Regions from separate parts of the Mus musculus genome. Here all the other regions are linked to region 1. The links are chromatin contacts, called in public Hi-C maps. All regions are on one chromosome and are shown on one strand. Each heading gives the region's core, a stretch centred on a gene start, on an enhancer-like site or on the middle of the called end of the contact. The rest is flanking DNA. Distances are from core to core; before and after follow the strand shown. Region 1 holds the start of Syt17 (synaptotagmin XVII). Region 2 holds the start of Vps35l (VPS35 endosomal protein sorting factor like). Region 3 holds the start of Gde1 (glycerophosphodiester phosphodiesterase 1).

Region 1 (2,949 bases), core at 128-2,627:
GAGCAGGAGCCTCACCACCAGCTGGTCGCACCAGCTTGCCCACAAATGAGGGGGCATAAAGAGGCCCTTCTTGGTTATGTCCATGGAAACTCAGTGTATCCCCCACCCTGCCCACCCTCCAGGGGAGAGGCTGCTGGGAGGTAAACTCCCAAGCGGGGTACTCACAGCCATGGAGGAGTCTGGGCAGGGAAAGGCCCCAAGATCTCCACTTCATCTTCACTGGACTGGCAGCAGCTGGACTCATAGCACCTCTGACAGCAGTGTTGGCAAGTCCAGCCGCACAGCAGCACGTCAGAGATTCTAGAAAGCAAGCCCTGGGGCCATTGCGGGGGGGGGGCAGAGAGAGAGAGAGAACACCCCAAATTATAAACAGCCCATCTGGGATTGCCCCACCCATGATAAATAAATTCCCAGATAAATGAAAATTCCCAGAGCAGAATTGCTGGTAGAAGAAAAAAAAATTTTTTTTCTCTCTTATTTATGCACTGTGGCATACGGGACAGCAAACAGAAGTGGCTGCAGATACTTGGAGCAAGCCGAGCGCTTGCAGGTGTTTGCCTTGGTAGTGTATGTGTGTGCCTTTCTTGACAGGTGGGTGGTTATCACAACATAGAGAGGGCCAGACAATATGTTCTCAAACACACAATGCATAGGGTTCTCTCCTGGCAAAAGAGAAAAAGATACTTCAGGAAAAATAGCCCCAGGGACATGCAACTAAACTGGGGGAGACCGGTTGAGTTGGGACACACACGCTGTCTGTCCAGCAATGCCCCTTTTGTCAGGGTCTCCCTTTTGGTAGAAGGGAATAGAAACTGTACCCTTCTTAATACCCTGTGACTCAGTACTCAATCATGCCCCAGCCCCACACCAGACTCCAAACGGAAAGGCAAGCATTTGATTAGAATCCAGACCAAACAGATGATTGAATTAACCCACCTCGTTCAGTGGTTCCAACTGCCCTTTTAGAGAGCCACGGTGAAGCCAGGGTTGGGCGGGTGGGAGAGAGAGAGAGAGAGAGAGGGAGAGAGAGAGAGAGAGAGAGAGAGAGAGAGAGAGAGAGAGAGAGAGAGAGAGAGAGAGACCAGTTTAGCAATATTCCAGCAACTCAAAGAACAGCAAGACAAAAACAACAGAAAGCAGCCCGCGTCTTCCTTCGCACTCACCATTTTGGGGAGGGAGCTGACTTTACTACCAAGGTATGGCTATGTTTGCAGGGCTGCTGGGAGCCTCTTGGTTAACTAACAGCGAATAAACGGGAACTGTGAGCGTTTCCATTTGATGTGCACCGTGTGCTGTTATGAATCAGAGCGGGTAGATAGCTCGTCATGCTACTCAGCACACAGCCACACTTTGGGGGACTCGAAAACCTTCTCAGACTGAAATAGCCAGAAGCCAACCCAAGAGGGCCTGATTAGCTAAACTGACAGGCTGACTCCCCCGCCCCTGCCAGGGCCCTACCTTCCAATCCTGCTCCAATCCTGCTGGTAGAGAGCATCCTTCGACCACCCACAAATGGGGGAGGGGCTGGGAGGGAGCCAGGAGCTGATCCTCCCTCCCTGGTGTGGTTCCACCCCTTACCCCATCTTCTCCCCATAGGTTCCTGAGCTCTAAGCCCCCTCCTCTTCTTCCAAGAAGGACTCCTCTATGGACCCAGGATTTATTTTCTTTTGAAAAATTATAACATTTCTTCTGTGTGTCTCTCTCTGTGTGTGTGTGTGTGTGTGTGTGGGTGTGTGTGTGTGTGTGCATTCACACACATCCACGACACCATGTGGAGGTCAGAGGATGAGTCTCAGGAGACCATCCTCTAACCTCCTCCACCTGGTTCCAAGGATCAAACTTAGGTCATCAGACTTTGTGGCAAGCGCTTTTGCCAGCTAAGCCATTTTTTTTTTTTTTTTTTTTTTTTTTTTTTACAGACCCGGGATTTCATGATTTAAAAGGAAACATGGTGGTATTAACCCACTTGGCAGGTGTCAAATCCTCATGACCAGCTTAAGACAGATCCTAGACGGAAAGGGAGGTGCAGCCCAAGTCAGGGCTTTGGGGTGCACAGGGAGCCAGTAAGGAGGAGACCGTCTGGGTTTCTTCCCAGATGTTAACATCTTCTTGGCTCTTGCTCACTCCCACCCTTCCTCGTAAACAAATCAAGGCGAGCCCTCTAAGGCTGGAGATAGCCCAGTCCAGCTCAGATTTAATACTCTAGCCCTTCCCCTTGTGTTATTTTTTCCAGCTGCCTTCTGCCTCCAACATATGATCCTGGCTCCCTTTGCCCATGGGTTGCAGTTTTCTTCACAGACCTCGTATATGCTTGGTTGCTTGCTGGCTGTTCTGAGATGGGGTAACCTGTGGCTCAGGTGAGCCCAGAACTCTTCATTCTCCTGCTTTACCCTCCCAAGTTCTGAGATTATAGATATATACTGTCATTCCCGACTGGATTTTTTTTTTGTAAGTTAAAATTAAAAAAAAAAAGAGAGAGAGAGAGTTTATTTTTCCCGTGTATTTGTGTATACACATGTACACATGTGGCATACGTACATTTTCCTGTACGTAACTGTGCACACCTGTATGTGGAGAACAGGTTAGTGTCAGGTGCCTTCCTCAGTTGCTCTGCCTGATTTTTTTTTTGGACACAGGGTCTGGACCAGGACAGAATGTGGAGCTCATCAACACAAGGCTGGTTGGCCAGTGAGCCACTGAGTCCCCCTGTCTCGGACTCCCCGGCGCTAGGGTAACACACTACCACACTCGGCTCTTACATGGGTGCAGGGGGTTTGAACTCAAGTCAAAAAGGTCCAATTCTAAAATAAACATTTAAAAAAATCAATTAATAATAGCACAGGTGGTGGCTCTATTAACTTTTAAAACTCAAGCTCCTGGAAGTGCCATGGACTGCCTCCTGGGAAAGCACTTAAGGGCACTCACTAACCACAGATCCTCCAAAGCTCA
Region 2 (2,949 bases), core at 276-2,775, 300 kb after region 1:
GCCAGCCAGGACTACAAAGTAAAACCATTTTCAACAACAATGTAAGCAAAGGAACAAAATGTTTCCATTTAAAACTGCTCTCTATATTCAGTGTTTTTCCATGGCCCTTCTCCAGTTTCTTTAAAAGATTCTTTTTTTTAGACTTAGTTATTTGATGTATATAAATATTTTGCCTGTATGTGTGTCTCTATACCACATGTACCTCTGTAGGCCAGAAGAGGGCATCAGATCCCCTGGGACTGGAGATACAGATGGTTGTGAGTTTGGGTTCTAGAAATCAAATCTGGGTTTTCTGGAAGAACAGCAAGTGCTTACCAGATAACGCATTTCTCCAGCCCAGATTTTACAGTTCTTTAGGGACACTGACAGAGATGCCACAAAACCATGGTCTTAGCATGTGGTAAGAAGAACCCTTTAGTTATCTATCCTTTCCAGAAATGTAGCCTGTTTTATGATAGTTCCCCATCATCTATTTTATACATAAGATGGGATGGGTTTGACGAATGTACGAAGGACAATTGGTCCCCTGCCTTTAGTGCCTCATAGTTGCTTCTTACCACCCAAACTGCTACCATTCTTTCAAAGGAACCACCAACAGCAGTGTCCCCTAGAATTGTACACACAACTATCCCAGAGCCACTGTTTTACAGTCCCCAGGCAAGTGGCATGCCCATTTACAGTAGATGCCCTGCTCTGTTATAGACCAGGGTCAGCGCTACAGAGAGAAAGGCTCTGAGAGCAAAGGCCAACCAAGAGCAGCCTGTCTTGCCTGCCTCACTAACTACAGCATCTGAGGTTTGCCCCGGAGACAGGGATTTTATAACCTCCTGTCACCTTAGCAGTTAGCTCAGTTTCACAGAGGAAGAAACTGGGACTCTGAAAATGTCAGTCCTAGTTAAAGTATATTCCGTTGCCTTTTCCAGAACGCATAAGAGGATGCTGCTCTTTCCATAAGGAAATGCACTTGGGAGTAGAACCAGGATGGTATGAATAGACAGTCTGCTAATTTCCCAGTCTTAATCCATTCTTATTTGAGTTAGAGTTTGACACTCACCAGCTTTGAGCATCAGTTTTCCAAAAACAAGTGATTAATGATAGATACTCCAGAAGTTTCTATTGAGAAGGGAGTGGGCAAAGTGCATTGAGTGCAGTCACCCTATCATAATTTATCCATGGGGGTGGGGTGGGGTGGGGCTTAAAACAGGAGCGCCAAAGTTCTGTGGTCAAGAACAGAACTTGCTTGCCCGTATTCGGACGTAGATTGTCAGTAGTGGGGGGAAAATGCCCAAAGTGTTCATCCTTACGAAGCATGAAGAGAACCCACACCAAACAGAATTCACTTCATAATCACTTGTGTCTGGCCCTCAGCAGGGATGGGTGTGTGCACTCCTTTTTGTCACTAGAGGGCGCAGGCGGGCCAAGCAGCCAGTGGCGTCTTACCCCTTACAAGACTGGGGGGCGGTGTGTGTGTGTGTGTGTGTGTGTGTGTGTGTGTGTGTGTGTGTGTGTGTGTGTGTGAATGGGATGGCTCAGAAGGTAATGGCATCGTGTGTGTGTGTGTGTGTGTGTGTGTGTGTGTGAATGGGATGGCTCAGAAGGTAATGGCATCTAGTGCCAAGCGAAGAAAGGACCAACACCTGTCCGTTATCCACTGACCTCCGTGCACATATTTACATAATACGAATGGGATTTAAGCAAGGCGTGGTGATGCAGGCCTTTAATCCCATCATTCGGAGGCAGACGTAAATGGATTTCTATTAACAAAATAAAAAGAAAAAATAAAATCAAGGCCGATGACGGAGCTTGGGTTTTGCCGGGCCATTGCCCGATACAACTGCGGAGGATCGGAATCCGGAGGAAGTTGCCCCTCACAATCATGGCGGATGACGGAGCCCGGGATCTTCAGAGCGGAAGCTGCCCTTCACAATCATGGCGTCTGGGGCGGGGCCGAGCTTCCCTGGATGTGAGAAAAGGGGCTGGACGCGGAAAACAGGCGATCATGTGACTGGGAAGATGGCTGTCTTTCCCTGGTAAGGAAAAACCCGCTAGTAGGCTTCGGGGAGGGCTCCTCTCAGTGGGGGTGGGCAGTCCTCCTTGTTGGGATCGGTGGCCTCCGTCCCCGCCCGGGCTGTCAGGACTACGGAAGAGCAGAACCGCTGTCAGTACTCTGCTCCTCTCCTCTGTTCCGCAGCTCCTTCACTCAGACGGACTCCATCCAAGGCTTCCGCCTCCTTGGGAGACGTTGGCACGCCTGGGAGTTCTGGGGAAGGGGATGAATTCGCCCGGAGTCTGCACCTGGGAGACCTGGTCGCTTGTTCCTTGAGCTCCTTAGACTTTCTCATCTGTAAAGTGGGACCATTCACCCTACTCTATGTAGGGTCCCCAGACACGCTTCTTTACCTCGTTGTTCAACGTAGTAGAACGTATTAGAGAGAGGACACGCCCAAAGGAGAGAGGGGGCAGTCAGTCAACTCCCCTGGCGGCTTGGGTAGACTGCAGAGAAGAGCCTTCAACTGGGTCTTGCAGGATGCATACGAGCTCACCAAGCAGGAAGGAATAGTGTGTACCCAAGTGACTGGCATACGGGCCTTTTTGTGCTTAGAAGTGAGGTGACCTTTAGGTTGTCACAGGTGATTTGTGTCGATAAAGAACCCACATAGGATAAGCGGATGATAATGTGGTTGGACGTTGGAGACCTTGCATCTCAGGGGCAAAATTTCTGCGTTTGAGCATGAAAGAAATTTGTAGCGCTAGGCCTTGAACATAACCAACATCAACCCTCTGGCTTTTTGGCCGGACACTTTAATTCACTCCACCCTGCAGACTCTTAAGTGACCACTTAAGGACACAGCACGTCAGCGTGGTGCCGTATCACACCGTGGGTTGGCTTCACCTGCTTGTGCTGGCTTAACCTTGGATGTTTTCGTTTTCCATACTGCTGAGACCCCA
Region 3 (2,949 bases), core at 321-2,820, 260 kb after region 1:
GGATTTCTGAGTTTGAGGCCAGTCTGGTCTACAGAGTGAGTTCCAGGACAGCCAGGGCTATACAGAGAAACCCGGTCTCAAAAACCAAAGGAAAAACAAAACAACAAAACAAAACAAAGCAAAGCAAAACAGACTAAAAGCTGTAGTATTTGCATATGTCCCAGGAATGACCTCCTATACCCCTCAAGTCAACTCTTGGCATTCTTCCATCTAAAACAATCTAGCTATGTAAGCAGTTAAGGTGTGACGTCACTCCACATACTTCTTTCATGCTATTTTTTTGATCTACAATTAAACCCACAGATGCAAGGCCAACACGTATGAAGGCTGACTGTAGTGCACTGAAGTCCATAATCCACTGAAATGCTCTTGCCATACAAGCTGACATTAATCTGAAAACAGAAGGCTTCCAAGGGCAAAGGGCTATTAAAATTCTCCTGGGTGCCTTATGGAAAGGGGAAGCAAATATTGACAGAGGAGTCTGGCTGCCAGGGTTGACGACTATGATGAAGGTGTATTTGGAAAGAGGCCATAAAGATAATATCCAAGTAATACAGAGGACAGAAATACACCCTGTGATAAGGGTGATTAAGAATATCTTGCTAGTTGGTGGTGGTGGGTGTCTTTAGTCCCAGCACTTTAACCCCACCAGGCAGGTGGATCTGAGTTGAGGCCAGTCTGATAAGTTCAAGGAGTGGACTACAGAGAAACCCTGTCTCGAAAAAAAGAGAGAAATCCCATTTACTAACAAGAACCCATTTGACCTAGTTCATATCTTAATTCATCCATACACTAGAGTTTGTTCTGCTCCTCGAAGCCAGCACCACATATAAGCCTGTTGTGTTGTGTTGCTACCTTACCACTCCAACATAAACCTCACCTCAGGCCCTTTGCACTTGCCATCGGCATCCTGGAACACTTCCCACTGATTCCAACCTTGTAATTCTAGTTCACAGTTCACAAATATCTAGTTCATAGAAAACTACTGCTACATAATGCACTGCCCCACCCTAAAGTAGCCTCATATGTTATCTCTCCCAACCCAGATGAAAGCCCTGTCAAAGGAGTCGTGCCTGGCTGCCATCCCAGCGTCTGGCACATACCAAGTCTTACAATTACCCGCGGAATTCTAGAAATAGCTGAAGTGGGGAGGGATGCGGAGCCGGGAGGAGAAGAAGAGATGTCAGCGGCGGAGCAGGCCCGAGGCGTGCGCGGGGCTCACCTGCCGGATGGCCGCCAGCGTGTTCTCGGGCGCGTCGTGGCTGCCGCCGCGATGGGCGATGGCGGACACGCGGTCACGGGGCTTGAGCACCTGCAGGGCCCGGCGGGACGGCACCGGCTCGAAGCTGAAGAACCGCAGCAGGATGTAGAGGCTGCCGGTGAGCACGCAGGCGTTGAAGGGGCTGCGTGTCACCACCAGCAGCAGCACCAGCACGAAGGAGAAGGGGCCCAGGAGGCCGCCCTGGTCCTCCCACAGCCACATGCCGGCGCCTGCACCGGCACGGACCGGAGCCCCGGACCTGCCGGGCGACGCGTAGACGCCGAGGTACTGGCCACAGCCGGAACCCTCCGCTGGGAGCAGCGCTGCACAATGGCGCCGACGGACCCATCTCGAGAAAGAGCCCGCCCTCCAGCCAATCAGAGTCCCGGAGCTTCGGCGTTGGGGGGCCGGAACCGCTGTCATGGCAACAGGAGCAGGCCCTTGCCCCAGGCCTGGGTTCCAAGGGCGCTTCGGGTTATGTAAAGTGAGGACAAGACTTAGACCCTGTCCTTCAGACTTAGTGGAAGGAGGGTGACACGGTCAAAGTTTCTTAGTGACCTTGTATCTGACCTCGAGGAAACTAAAGGCTTTGACTTTAAAAGGAACAGGATGTTTAACCTGCTTATTCAAAATGTGCCAGTAGTGTTTCCAGAGTTCTTCTGGGTCAGAGACAGGGCCTGTAATGAGCCAGGCTTACCCTGGAGCTGTAATAAGTTACGCTCCATGAACCAAACAAAAAAAAAAGTAAAAAGCAGAGAAATGGACACACCGGGAAGAAATCTAGTAAAGCACACCCACAAGTCCGTTTTCAGGGTTCTGACGGGAGGTTTAGGTTTAAATAGAGGGCAAGAGGCATGCTTGGCTAAGAAGCCCCGCCCATCATTGACCACTTAGTTCCAGTCTGTTCAGAAAGGTCCGGGACCTTCAGAACCCTTTGAACTTACAGAAAAGATACATTTTTTTCCAGGCTGGACACAGGCTCTAAGCCCTTTCCTTCTCTCAAAATCAGACTCCTAAGGAAATTCCAATTTCCTGCGGTCCATGCCTCAAAATAATATCAAGAAGGGTGACTTACAAATGTCTCTTTGGAATATCTTCATTCTTGCAAGGGCTGTTTCCACCAGGACACATGTCTGCATTTAGTGAAAGTACCTTCCCCTTGCGGGAAGTAGTATTGAGCACGATAACAAGACAAGGAAAATTAAGGGACCGTGGGAAGGAAAAAGAGCTCTTACTAGAAGTGTGGTTAAAGCCTCTTGACTTTAAGCATCAAGAATTCCTGCATGGGTAGCCCACATTCCTTTTATATGGAGATGCTTCAAGTTAGAATGTTCAAATAGCAACAAATCTAAAGGTCTAATATATGGCTTTTCTCCTTTTCCATCTGCAAGCCTGCAATTTGCTAGGAATCTCGTTGACAGTAAAGATGCGTTCACCTCCTTGTGGGACCTTTGTGAATCATGGTTTTATCTTAAGGATTGTGGCTCTTCTCAGTGTGCCCAGAAAGCCACCTTAAATCTCATTTATTGGGCTGGAGAGCTGACTCAATGATTGGGAGTACTGGCTGCTCTTCCAGAGGAACTGAGTTCAATCCCCAGCCTACATATGGTAACTCATTTAATTCCAGAGGCTCTAACACCCTTCTCTGGCCACTGTGGGCATGGTATATAACATTTTATTAAGAGAGA

Evidence for each region. Hi-C and Micro-C count contacts between places; a contact is called where the count stands out from the background.
Region 2: a contact with region 1 is called in a Hi-C map of embryonic fibroblasts, with 2.8 times the contacts expected there. The contact joins the promoter of Vps35l here to the promoter of Syt17 in region 1. A contact is called at or near these places in 10 of 39 promoter capture datasets (the 3T3-L1 cell line, 3T3-L1-derived adipocytes, the C10 cell line and 5 more), 1 of 15 datasets of contacts at CTCF or cohesin (embryonic stem cells), 3 of 484 Hi-C or Micro-C datasets (embryonic fibroblasts and embryonic stem cells), 1 of 115 datasets of contacts at active chromatin or transcription factors (large pre-B cells) and 2 of 9 other capture datasets (adipose tissue and embryonic stem cells).
Region 3: a Hi-C map of tail fibroblasts shows a contact between it and region 1, with 8 times the contacts expected there. The contact joins the promoter of Gde1 here to the promoter of Syt17 in region 1. A contact is called at or near these places in 15 of 39 promoter capture datasets (the 3T3-L1 cell line, 3T3-L1-derived adipocytes, the C10 cell line and 10 more), 1 of 15 datasets of contacts at CTCF or cohesin (large pre-B cells), 23 of 484 Hi-C or Micro-C datasets (3T3-L1-derived adipocytes, the AML12 cell line, the C2C12 cell line and 15 more), 7 of 115 datasets of contacts at active chromatin or transcription factors (astrocytes, bone marrow-derived macrophages, craniofacial prominence and 4 more) and 2 of 9 other capture datasets (embryonic stem cells and liver).

The regions. Positions count from the first base shown.
Region 1 is chr7:118,442,183-118,445,131 of GRCm38.p6, forward strand. Syt17 (synaptotagmin XVII) reads right to left here and starts at 1,378. Exons shown (of 8, transcript NM_138649.2): 1 at 1,164-1,378; 2 at 937-954; 3 at 166-314. The coding sequence starts at 1,166.
Region 2 is chr7:118,738,746-118,741,694 of GRCm38.p6, forward strand. It overlaps Vps35l (VPS35 endosomal protein sorting factor like), which reads left to right and starts at 1,526. Exons shown (of 31, transcript NM_027815.4): 1 at 1,526-2,030. The coding sequence starts at 1,930.
Region 3 is chr7:118,704,168-118,707,116 of GRCm38.p6, forward strand. It overlaps Gde1 (glycerophosphodiester phosphodiesterase 1), which reads right to left and starts at 1,571. Exons shown (of 6, transcript NM_019580.4): 1 at 1,223-1,571. The coding sequence starts at 1,483.